Linked DNA regions of Mus musculus: regions 1 and 2 are each linked to region 3. Evidence: chromatin contacts called from public Micro-C and promoter capture Hi-C data. All regions are on one chromosome and are shown on one strand. The core of a region is the stretch at or near the end of the contact, and the rest is flanking DNA. Distances in the headings are between cores, read along the strand shown. Region 1 holds the start of Grm6 (glutamate receptor, metabotropic 6). Region 2 holds the start of Zfp354c (zinc finger protein 354C). Region 3 holds the start of Adamts2 (a disintegrin-like and metallopeptidase (reprolysin type) with thrombospondin type 1 motif, 2).

The links. A called contact is a pair of places that touch in the nucleus more often than the background predicts. Capture Hi-C pulls out chosen DNA fragments and counts their contacts.
Region 1: a contact with region 3 is called in a Micro-C map of embryonic stem cells, with 3 times the contacts expected there. The contact joins the promoter of Grm6 here to the promoter of Adamts2 in region 3. A contact is called at or near these places in 1 of 39 promoter capture datasets (embryonic stem cells), 5 of 484 Hi-C or Micro-C datasets (all in embryonic stem cells), 1 of 115 datasets of contacts at active chromatin or transcription factors (embryonic stem cells) and 1 of 9 other capture datasets (liver).
Region 2: a contact with region 3 is called in a promoter capture Hi-C map of adipose tissue. The contact joins the promoter of Zfp354c here to the promoter of Adamts2 in region 3. A contact is called at or near these places in 3 of 39 promoter capture datasets (the 3T3-L1 cell line and hippocampal neurons), 2 of 484 Hi-C or Micro-C datasets (both in embryonic stem cells) and 2 of 9 other capture datasets (adipose tissue and liver).

Annotation. Positions count from the first base shown.
Region 1 is chr11:50,849,405-50,852,105 of GRCm38.p6, reverse strand. Grm6 (glutamate receptor, metabotropic 6) reads right to left here and starts at 1,421. Exons shown (of 11, transcript NM_173372.2): 1 at 1,267-1,421; 2 at 479-975. The coding sequence starts at 964.
Region 2 is chr11:50,826,393-50,829,092 of GRCm38.p6, reverse strand. Zfp354c (zinc finger protein 354C) reads left to right here and starts at 1,362. Exons shown (of 5, transcript NM_013922.4): 1 at 1,362-1,514; 2 at 2,583-2,667. The coding sequence starts at 2,635. It also overlaps a transcript of Zfp879 not described here.
Region 3 is chr11:50,600,470-50,603,342 of GRCm38.p6, reverse strand. Adamts2 (a disintegrin-like and metallopeptidase (reprolysin type) with thrombospondin type 1 motif, 2) reads right to left here and starts at 1,258. Exons shown (of 22, transcript NM_175643.3): 1 at 1,044-1,258; 2 at 1-106. The coding sequence starts at 1,179.

The sequences.
Region 1 (2,701 bases), core at 172-2,671, 250 kb before region 3:
ACCGGAACGGGTTAAGGCAAGCATTTTGAAATGGAATTTAAATGTCGATTAAAAAAAAAAGGATGGCACTCCCCCCTTCAGTACTCTGCTTTCAGGGATAGCTCAGGGCCACTTCTAAGGACTTCTAAAGAAGGGCCTAGTTCCCCTGAAATCTAAATATCTTTGTCACCTACAGGTGCTCACGAGAGGAAGCACCTTGCAAGATTGAACAAGGTGTCAGCAGAACCTGAATGGGTGGACAAGTGGGTCTAGGTTCAATCTGCCCTTAGCCAACCTTGTCAGGACACAGACTTCTGGAGAAAGGGGTACCCTTCACACAAAGATGCCAGACCAACCAAGCTGGGAAAATTGATCTGCCTCTGTGGACAAAACCTTTTTAATCTGGATGATTGGGAGAGATTGAAACAGATTCTTCCAGAAGTTAGTAAAGGTATCGACCACCTGGGAGGGACGACGGGTGACAGACGCCCGCCCTCACCGCAAACAGGCGCAAGACATTGGCGACCATGATGGACACGGAGCTAGCTGAGGCGCCCACCACCGCCACGACGCGTTCAGGAGGCGCGGCGCGCAGCGGGGGGACGCCCCCAGGGCAGCGCACGCTGGCCTCTTCGCCGTCTCCGCGGCCTCGGATGAGCGCCTGCACGAAGCTCAGCGCCTGCTCCAGAGCGTAGGTGTCCCGCGAGCAGGTGTCGAGCAGCCGCGCGCCTAGTCGCACACCGGGCAGGAGCTCCGGGTCGGCGTTGATGCGGTCCAGCGCGTAGAGCATCGCCTCCAGCCGGTGCACTCCCTGCTCCTTCTTCAGCGTCCCGCACGCACGCCCTGCGGCGCCCCGGGCGTGCACCGGGAAGAGGCCGCCCAGCGTCAGGCCGCCTGCCAGGCGCACCGAGCCCGCACCGTGAGCTATGCCCGCCTGCGACAGCCACCAGGCTAGCCACAGCAGCAGCACTCGGAGCCGCCCCATCTGCTCCTGGACTGCGGGAAAGGAAGTTACCGGGACGCCTTGAGAGCCGGCGGACGAAGCTGCCACCCCGTGCTCAGCTGCCACTTCGGGATTCTGGCCGGACACCGAGAGCGCAGGAAAAGTTGGTGACTCGCGCACCAGCAACTCAGCAGCCTCTCCCAGGCCTCCAGAGGATTGCTCTCATTCTCCCTGAAAAGTCCCCCTGTTGATGGTCGGTCCCGCTCCTTCCCCCACAGTTCTGGGCAGCTCTTCCTCTGGACCCACCCCAGCGCACCCTAGGCTACCTCCCCAGTGGTGCTTACCTGAGCCAACCTCTGGCTAGTAGGACGAGTCTGTGACAGCTGTAAAATCAGAGCTACAGTCTAGAGGATTTAAGGATTCTGGGGAGGGATGAGGGTGAGGGCAGAGACCCCCTCCAGAGCTTGAGAGTGGAGGAAGGGCTCTCTTCTCTCTCTGCCTCTCTGACTCCCTGGGTCTGCTTCTCCCCTAGACTGCCTTTAAATTGTCTGACCCAGCAACACCAATAAGCTTGGCCACTCATCCTCAATATGCCGATTAAAGAGACAGATAAGAGTGAAAGTTGGAGATAAGAGATTTACACAATCAGTCCCGCCACCCCGAGAAGAGGAACAAAGAAGTCCAGGGACTCCCCTGGTCGGTCTTCAGAGACTTAGGTTTAAACAGAAAAGGACATGCATAGCCAAGTGGTTCTGGTTGCTGGGGTTCAGTCTCTCCTGCAAGGTGGTCTGACAGGTTGTGAAACTGTGTCATCTCTGTCTGGGAAGCAAGCTTCCTCTCTGACTGCACCAGGCTTCCGGGAGAGCACACAGGTGTTTCTAAAGCCCCTAACAAGAGCCTTGCAGCCGGTCTGACGCTGCTCTGGTCTCGGTCTCTCTGTGTTCTGCATTTCTGTATCTGCCTAGACGTTCTCCAAACGTGGCTTATTCCACTCGTAGTGTCTCCCTACCCCACCCCCTACGTTCTCAAACTTTCTTGCCTTCCTGCCGTTTTCATTCTCTGTCCTGACCACTAGAACCTTTTCTCTTTTCAGATATTGGTGTATGTATTATCTATCGTGTGCGAGCGTGCATGGTTTTGTGTGTGTGTGTGTGTGTGTGTGTGTGTGTGTGTGTGTGTGTGTGTGTGTGTGTGATATGCGGCACATGCCCTCTCACGCCAGAGTTAGTTCTCTCCCTTTTGGTTTGGGACCGGGACAAGGTGCATAGTTTGCATATCAAAGCAGACCTGACTTCAGGGATCTCCCAGCATCCCCCAGTCCCTACCTGACATACCCTGCCTCCCACCCTGAACTTTCCAGCCCAGGGGCTGGGCTGCCTTTTTCCCAGAGGTTCTTCCCTATGTGATCCAGACATTTTGGTCTCTTTCTCTCTTCCTTCTGTTCCTTCTCTTCTCTCTCTGTGTTGGAGACCGGCATTGAGCCATAAGCCAAAGCTCCCCTTCCTTCGTGAGAAACTTCGGACCTTTTGAGAGATGTTGGGGACTGACACTGAGTCATAAGCCAAAGTTCCGCTCCCTCCTGGAGGAGAGACTTCCGACCTTTTGAAATGACAGCTGACACAACATCAAGGGCAGATAATAGTATCTGCAAACTTTCTGTGAAAAAACACAGAATGTCCCCTGAGCTAAGAGTAGATAGCACCTTCCCGGGCAGTTGTGCAGAACCACCCCTGCCTGCGGGCTGAGGCACGGGCAAGTTTCTCCCTCTTTACTTCCTTC
Region 2 (2,700 bases), core at 113-2,612, 230 kb before region 3:
CCTCCTGCTTTCTGAAGCCATCCTGGGATGCACATCAAGGCCCATGTCACATTGTTTTCTGTGTATTGTATACAGTAAAAATAAACTACAATGTGTTTAGCAAATTGTATCTTATATCTTGGGTATCCTAGGTTTGGGGCTAATATCCACTTATCAGTGAGTACATATTGTGTGAGTTCCTTTATGAATGTGTTACCTCACTCAGGATGATGCCCTCCAGGTCCATCCATTTGGCTAGGAATTTCATAAATTCATTCTTTTTAATAGCTGAGTAGTACTCCATTGTGTAGATGTACCACATTTTCTGTATCCATTCCTCTGTTGAGGGGCATCTGGGTTCTTTCCAGCTTCTGGCTATTATAAATAAGGCTGCTATGAACATAGTGGAGCATGTGTCCTTCTTACCAGTTGGGGCGTGGACACTATGCCCCCCCTTAGAATTGGGAACAAAACACCCATGGAAGGAGTTACAAAGACAAAGTTTGGAGCTGAGATGAAAGGATGGACCATGTAGAGACTGCCATATCCAGGGATCCACCCCATAATCAGCATCCAAACGCTGACACCATTGCATATACTAGCAAGATTTTATCGAAAGGACCCAGATGTAGCTGTCTCTTGTGAGACTATGCCGGGGCCTAGCAAACACAGAAGTGGATGCTCACAGTCAGATAATGGATGGATCACAGGGCTCCCAATGGAGGAGCTAGAGAAAGTACCCAAGGAGCTAAAGGGATCTGCAACCCTATATGTGGAACAACATTATGAACTAACCAGTACCCCGGAGCTCTTGACTCTAGCTGCATATGTATCAAAAGATGGCCTAGTTGGCCATCACTGGAAAGAGAGGCCCATTGGACACGCAAACTTTATATGCCCCAGTACGGGGGAACGCCAGGGCCAAAAAGGGGGAGTGGGTGGGTAGGGGAGTGGGGGTGGGTGGGTATGGGGGACTTTTGGTATAGCATTGGAAATGTAAATGAGCTAAATACCTAATAAAAAATGTAAAAAAAATAAACTACAATGATTAGTGATGTGGGCTAGGGTTCTCCTAGAGTTTTGTTTTGTTTTACTTTTTTTGGTTTTAGTCTCGCTATGTAGTCCTGGCTGTCCACATGTAGTCAGTCAGGCTGGCCTGGTACCTATGGGTACCTCGCTCCTAAACCCTAAATTCCACTTTTGTCCTGTCACATCACTTCACCCTCCTAGCAAACAAGTCTGAGGGACTGACTGAGAGAGCAGGGACAGGCTTGCTGGATTTGCAGTGCAACACGACCCGACTCAGCTTTCAGAACGCGCCTGGCCCCGGTGCCTTCTGGGAGGTGTAGTCAGAAAAGACCTCAGGCATGCCGGGAGTAGTAGTTCTCTGGGGCTTCTCCCGGTGGCGGGGCTGCTCGCGGCGTTTTGGGGGGCTCCTGGTGGAGGTGATCCTGACTGTGCTAGGAGAGAGCGTCTGGGGCCGACATCCTCGAGACTGCTCGTGCTGAGAGTGGTGGGAGCGAGCGCCGGCGTCCGTGAGTGGGGTGAAGAGGGGCGACCGGGGCGTAGCGGGCGGTGGGCTTCCCGGCGAGCCCGGCGCGGCCTGGCGACTGCTCTGCGGCCTCAGGCTCGGGGATCTTTCTGCGGGTTTGGCCCTCCACGAAGCGTGGCTGGGACCAAACTGCGGATCCAGAGGCCTGTGCATCTTCTGTAGCATCTTAGCTATGCAGATCATAAAATCAACAGCCGATACCTAGCAGTCTAATCTAACTTAATGAATTAGCGCATCTAATAGCAAGTTACAGGCCCCTTGGCCCTTCATTGTGCCTATGGTGCAGAAGAAGAAACCAAGGCACATTGTGGCCCGAGAGTTCTCTGAGTCTTGATCGGAGCCTTAGACTGAAAGCAGAATTTCCTTCCCATTTGTGATGCTTGCTGTCTTGTCACTTTGGGCAGGCTGTGAACCTCCTGGCTGTCCACCTCAGCCACGTCGACAGCACAGCCCCACCTCTGCTGCACAGAGGACTGGTTCCAGGAATTCCCAAACAGCCAACACTTAAGTTCTTGCGGTAGACAGACACAGCATTTGCAGAGAGCTTGGACACATTATCCTTTGTACTTTAAATCAGTCCTGCCCAACCTTTTGACATTGCCACGAATCTTGTACAAGGTGCTAAAGGGTCTGTAGGTGGGTGTGGAGGGATCAGTGTAAGAAAGAAGAAGAGTGATTAATATACAGAAGGGATGTAGTTTTGGCAGGTTGGCTTTGTCAGTGTTCCTGTCATTTGGTACCATTATGGGTGGGTTTTAAAACTTAATTTATTTTCATGTGTGTATGTTTGTGTCTGTTTGTGTGTCTGTGCCCATGAGCACACAGTACCTAAGGAAGCCAGAGAGGATGTTGGATCCCCTGTAGTTACAAGTAGCTGTGGATAGCCCAATGTGGGTGCTGATAATCAAACTTCTTTGCGAACAAGGGAAGTGCTTTTAATCACACAGCCACTTCTCCAGACCCCTTTGTGGGTGGCTTTACCCTCCTGGCTCCAAGCCTTCCCTTTGTACCAGAATTCCTTACTACACCTTTTTTTTTTTTTTCTTCCCAGGCATATTTGGTCAGCACTCGGCTCTCCTTTGGCAGAAAAACTAAGAAGGGAAATGGCTGTGGATTTGCTGGCTGCCCGAGGCACAGTAAGTGAAGCTTGTCTTTGCATAAATTGCTTT
Region 3 (2,873 bases), core at 9-2,508:
GCCCCGGCCGTCTCCAAAGACACCACGTGGGACACCAAGCGGCCCTGGGCGTCAGTGCGCACCGGCACCGCCAGGATGCGCTCGGCTCCTTGCCCCGGGGGCCCGCCTGCAAAAGAAAGGGGCGTTAGACTTAGCGGAGACCTCGGAGACTCTGAGCCTGTCGGCGGAGCCCGGCGCCCCCAGCCCTTGCCTCAGTTGAAGAAAAGGGACATTCCACCACGAAGCCTCCAGGAAGGGGCGTTGACAGGACCACCAGTCCGGAACCACGTCGCCTGCGGGCCGTCCCCTCTAGAGGACCAAGCCAGCAAAAGAGCTGCCCCAGTGGATTCCCAATTGAGGTTCCTCGGACACCTCGCAGTTACCCTAAAGAGCGACCCCATCAAAGTGCCCTCGCTCCTTAATTATACCGTCCTTGGTAGGACACGGGGCTCCTCGGAAATTATTCCACCTTGGTCCCCTGCTCATGCACCCTGACCCTTCAGCGGTCCCTGCTGCCCAAATGTCCTCACCATTGGCCTCCGGAGCAACCAGGTTCATAGGCGGCCTGTCCTCAGTCCAGCATCGGGCAGCCCACTGTCAGCCCCCCTCGCCCCGTACACTTAAGCCCGGGAGAGGTGGAGCAGGGTCCCACTAATCTCCGGGGAACCTCTCCGGGACAACCCATCCAATGCTCAGGGCCCGCAGGCGGCGCGCTCCGCACCGGCTCCTCCCGAGCGTCCCCGGGCGCCGCCTTGCCCTGGCTCCCCCGGACCCGCTGGTGCTGGTTCTGCGCGCTCCGCCGCTGGGTTTTCCCGGCCCTCCAGCGCCACACTCTGCATCTCGAGAGAGGCAAGTGCTCCGAGGCTCCTTGCGTTCCAAGGCATCGGGGTGCGCCCCCTGCGCGACCGCCCCGGCCCCGAAGTTGGCCAACTTGGCCCCGGGCGCGGCGCACAGAGTTTGCCCAAGTCGCCTCGGACGATGCTTGAGGAAGGGTCGGCGGGACGCACCGGGCAGGTTAGTGTGGCCGGAGGGTCGCGGGAAGTGGGGACCAGGCTGGCACCTACCTGGGGGCTCGGTGGCGGCGACGAGCCGGACGCTCGCGGGCGGCGGCGGCAGCAGCAGGAGAGGCGGCGGCGGCAGCAGCAGCAGCAGTAGAGCGGGGCAGAGCAGGCGGCGAGCGGCTCCCGCCGGCGGATCCATGGCAGCCCGACCGCAGCCGGGGCCCCGCACTCGCAGCCGGCGCGAAAGTTCCCCGCGCGCTGCCCAGCCCACATCTGGGGGCAGCTGGAGCCGCCCGCAGCTGCAGCACCGCAGGGCGCGGGGCGGAGGAGGCGAGGCGCGCAGGAGAGGGCGGGGAGCGCGGAGGGAAGGCGGGGAGAGCGAAGGAGCGAGCTAGCTAGCGGGCGAGGGAGGCGGGAGGAGGAGGCGAAGGCAAGCGAGGGGGAGGGCGGGGACGGCGGGCGCCTCAGCCTGCGGTGACCCGGCGCTTCTTGGCGCGGCCGCCGCCCGCTCCCCTCCTCGCTTCCCGACTCGCAGCTAGGCAGAGACACCCCGAGGCGGCGGCAGAGAAGCGCTGGAAGCCGGCCAGGGGTAGCCCACCGCGGGTCCCAAGTCACCTCGAAGGAGTGGCACCCCACCCGGAGAGCCCTATGTAGTGCGAGTCGCACTCTGCTGCCTTGGGACTCCAGGGGCCGTCTCACCCTCATTCTGTGCCTTGTAGCTGGATGAGACACGGGAAGGAAAAGAGGGTCTGGGAGGACATTGAGCCTGTTTCTATGTCCAGATGGAGGCTCCAGAGGTGGGTCGATACTTCCCCTCACGGAGCACTCCCCCAGGCTATCTCAAAGATCAACTTTTGCCCTCACTAAAAAAAAAAAAAAAAAAAAACCGAGGTTCCCTCAGCCCCCAACCCCTCTCTTTCCCTCTTCCAGTTCATCAGCCCCTGGGTCCCTCCACGCCCTCCATTGCAACCTCTGGTGGAGACTCTCCCTTCCCTCTCTTAACTTCGAGCACAGCTTAGTTGCTGACCTCAGCTGCCTCAGTGGGTCTCCTGCCACAGTCTGCCCTTGGGTCCACCAGAAACAGTCCTGAACACTCTTCCCCGTTTCCAGGTGAACATGCAAGGGCAGAGGCAAACGTCCCTGCCAGTTTGCTGTGAGTTCCAGTTTCTAACAGGATCCATCTTCTCCAGCAGGGTCCTGGTTCTCCCATTTCCTGGAGTCACTGTCCTGCCAAGGCTGTTGTCCTTGGGCACAGTGACTCCCCCAGCTCTTGTTTTCCTGGGTATCTCTTTCAGGCCCCCATGTATTGGAACACTTTTGCAATGTTATGTCCAGTTTTTGTTTTGCTCTTCCAGATAAAGACACCTGTCTCTTTGCTCTTCCACTCGCCCTTCCCCAAGCCAGTGTGGCAAGCCTAAAGCAGAAGGTACAGAGATGACTCCCTATGAACAAGAGGGCCCAGTCTTATGAGGGAAACTACATGATTTGTACAACTGGTGGCTTTCATGGTGACTTCAGATCCTTGGTTCTGTCCTTCCTGGGGCATGGTGTGCGGGCGTGGACCGCTGTAGTCTGACAACCACCCAGTGGCTTCCTTGCCTCCTGGGGACACCTGGAGTTGGATCTACTCTTCAGAAACAGTGATTTCTTGCTGTCAACATTGAAAGATGATGAGATTATTGGACGCAGCAGCTTATGTGTGTGCTTCCAGCACTAGGAAGTCTGAGACAGGAGGATAGCCATGACTTTGAGGTTAGCCTGGTCGACAGAGTGAAATCCTCTCTTAAAACCAACAACCCTCAAAAGAAGGGGGGATGGAAAGAAAGGTAAAACTGTGACATTTTAGTTTTTAAAAATATATTTCTAAAATTTCTGGAGGAATTGGGAAGGGTG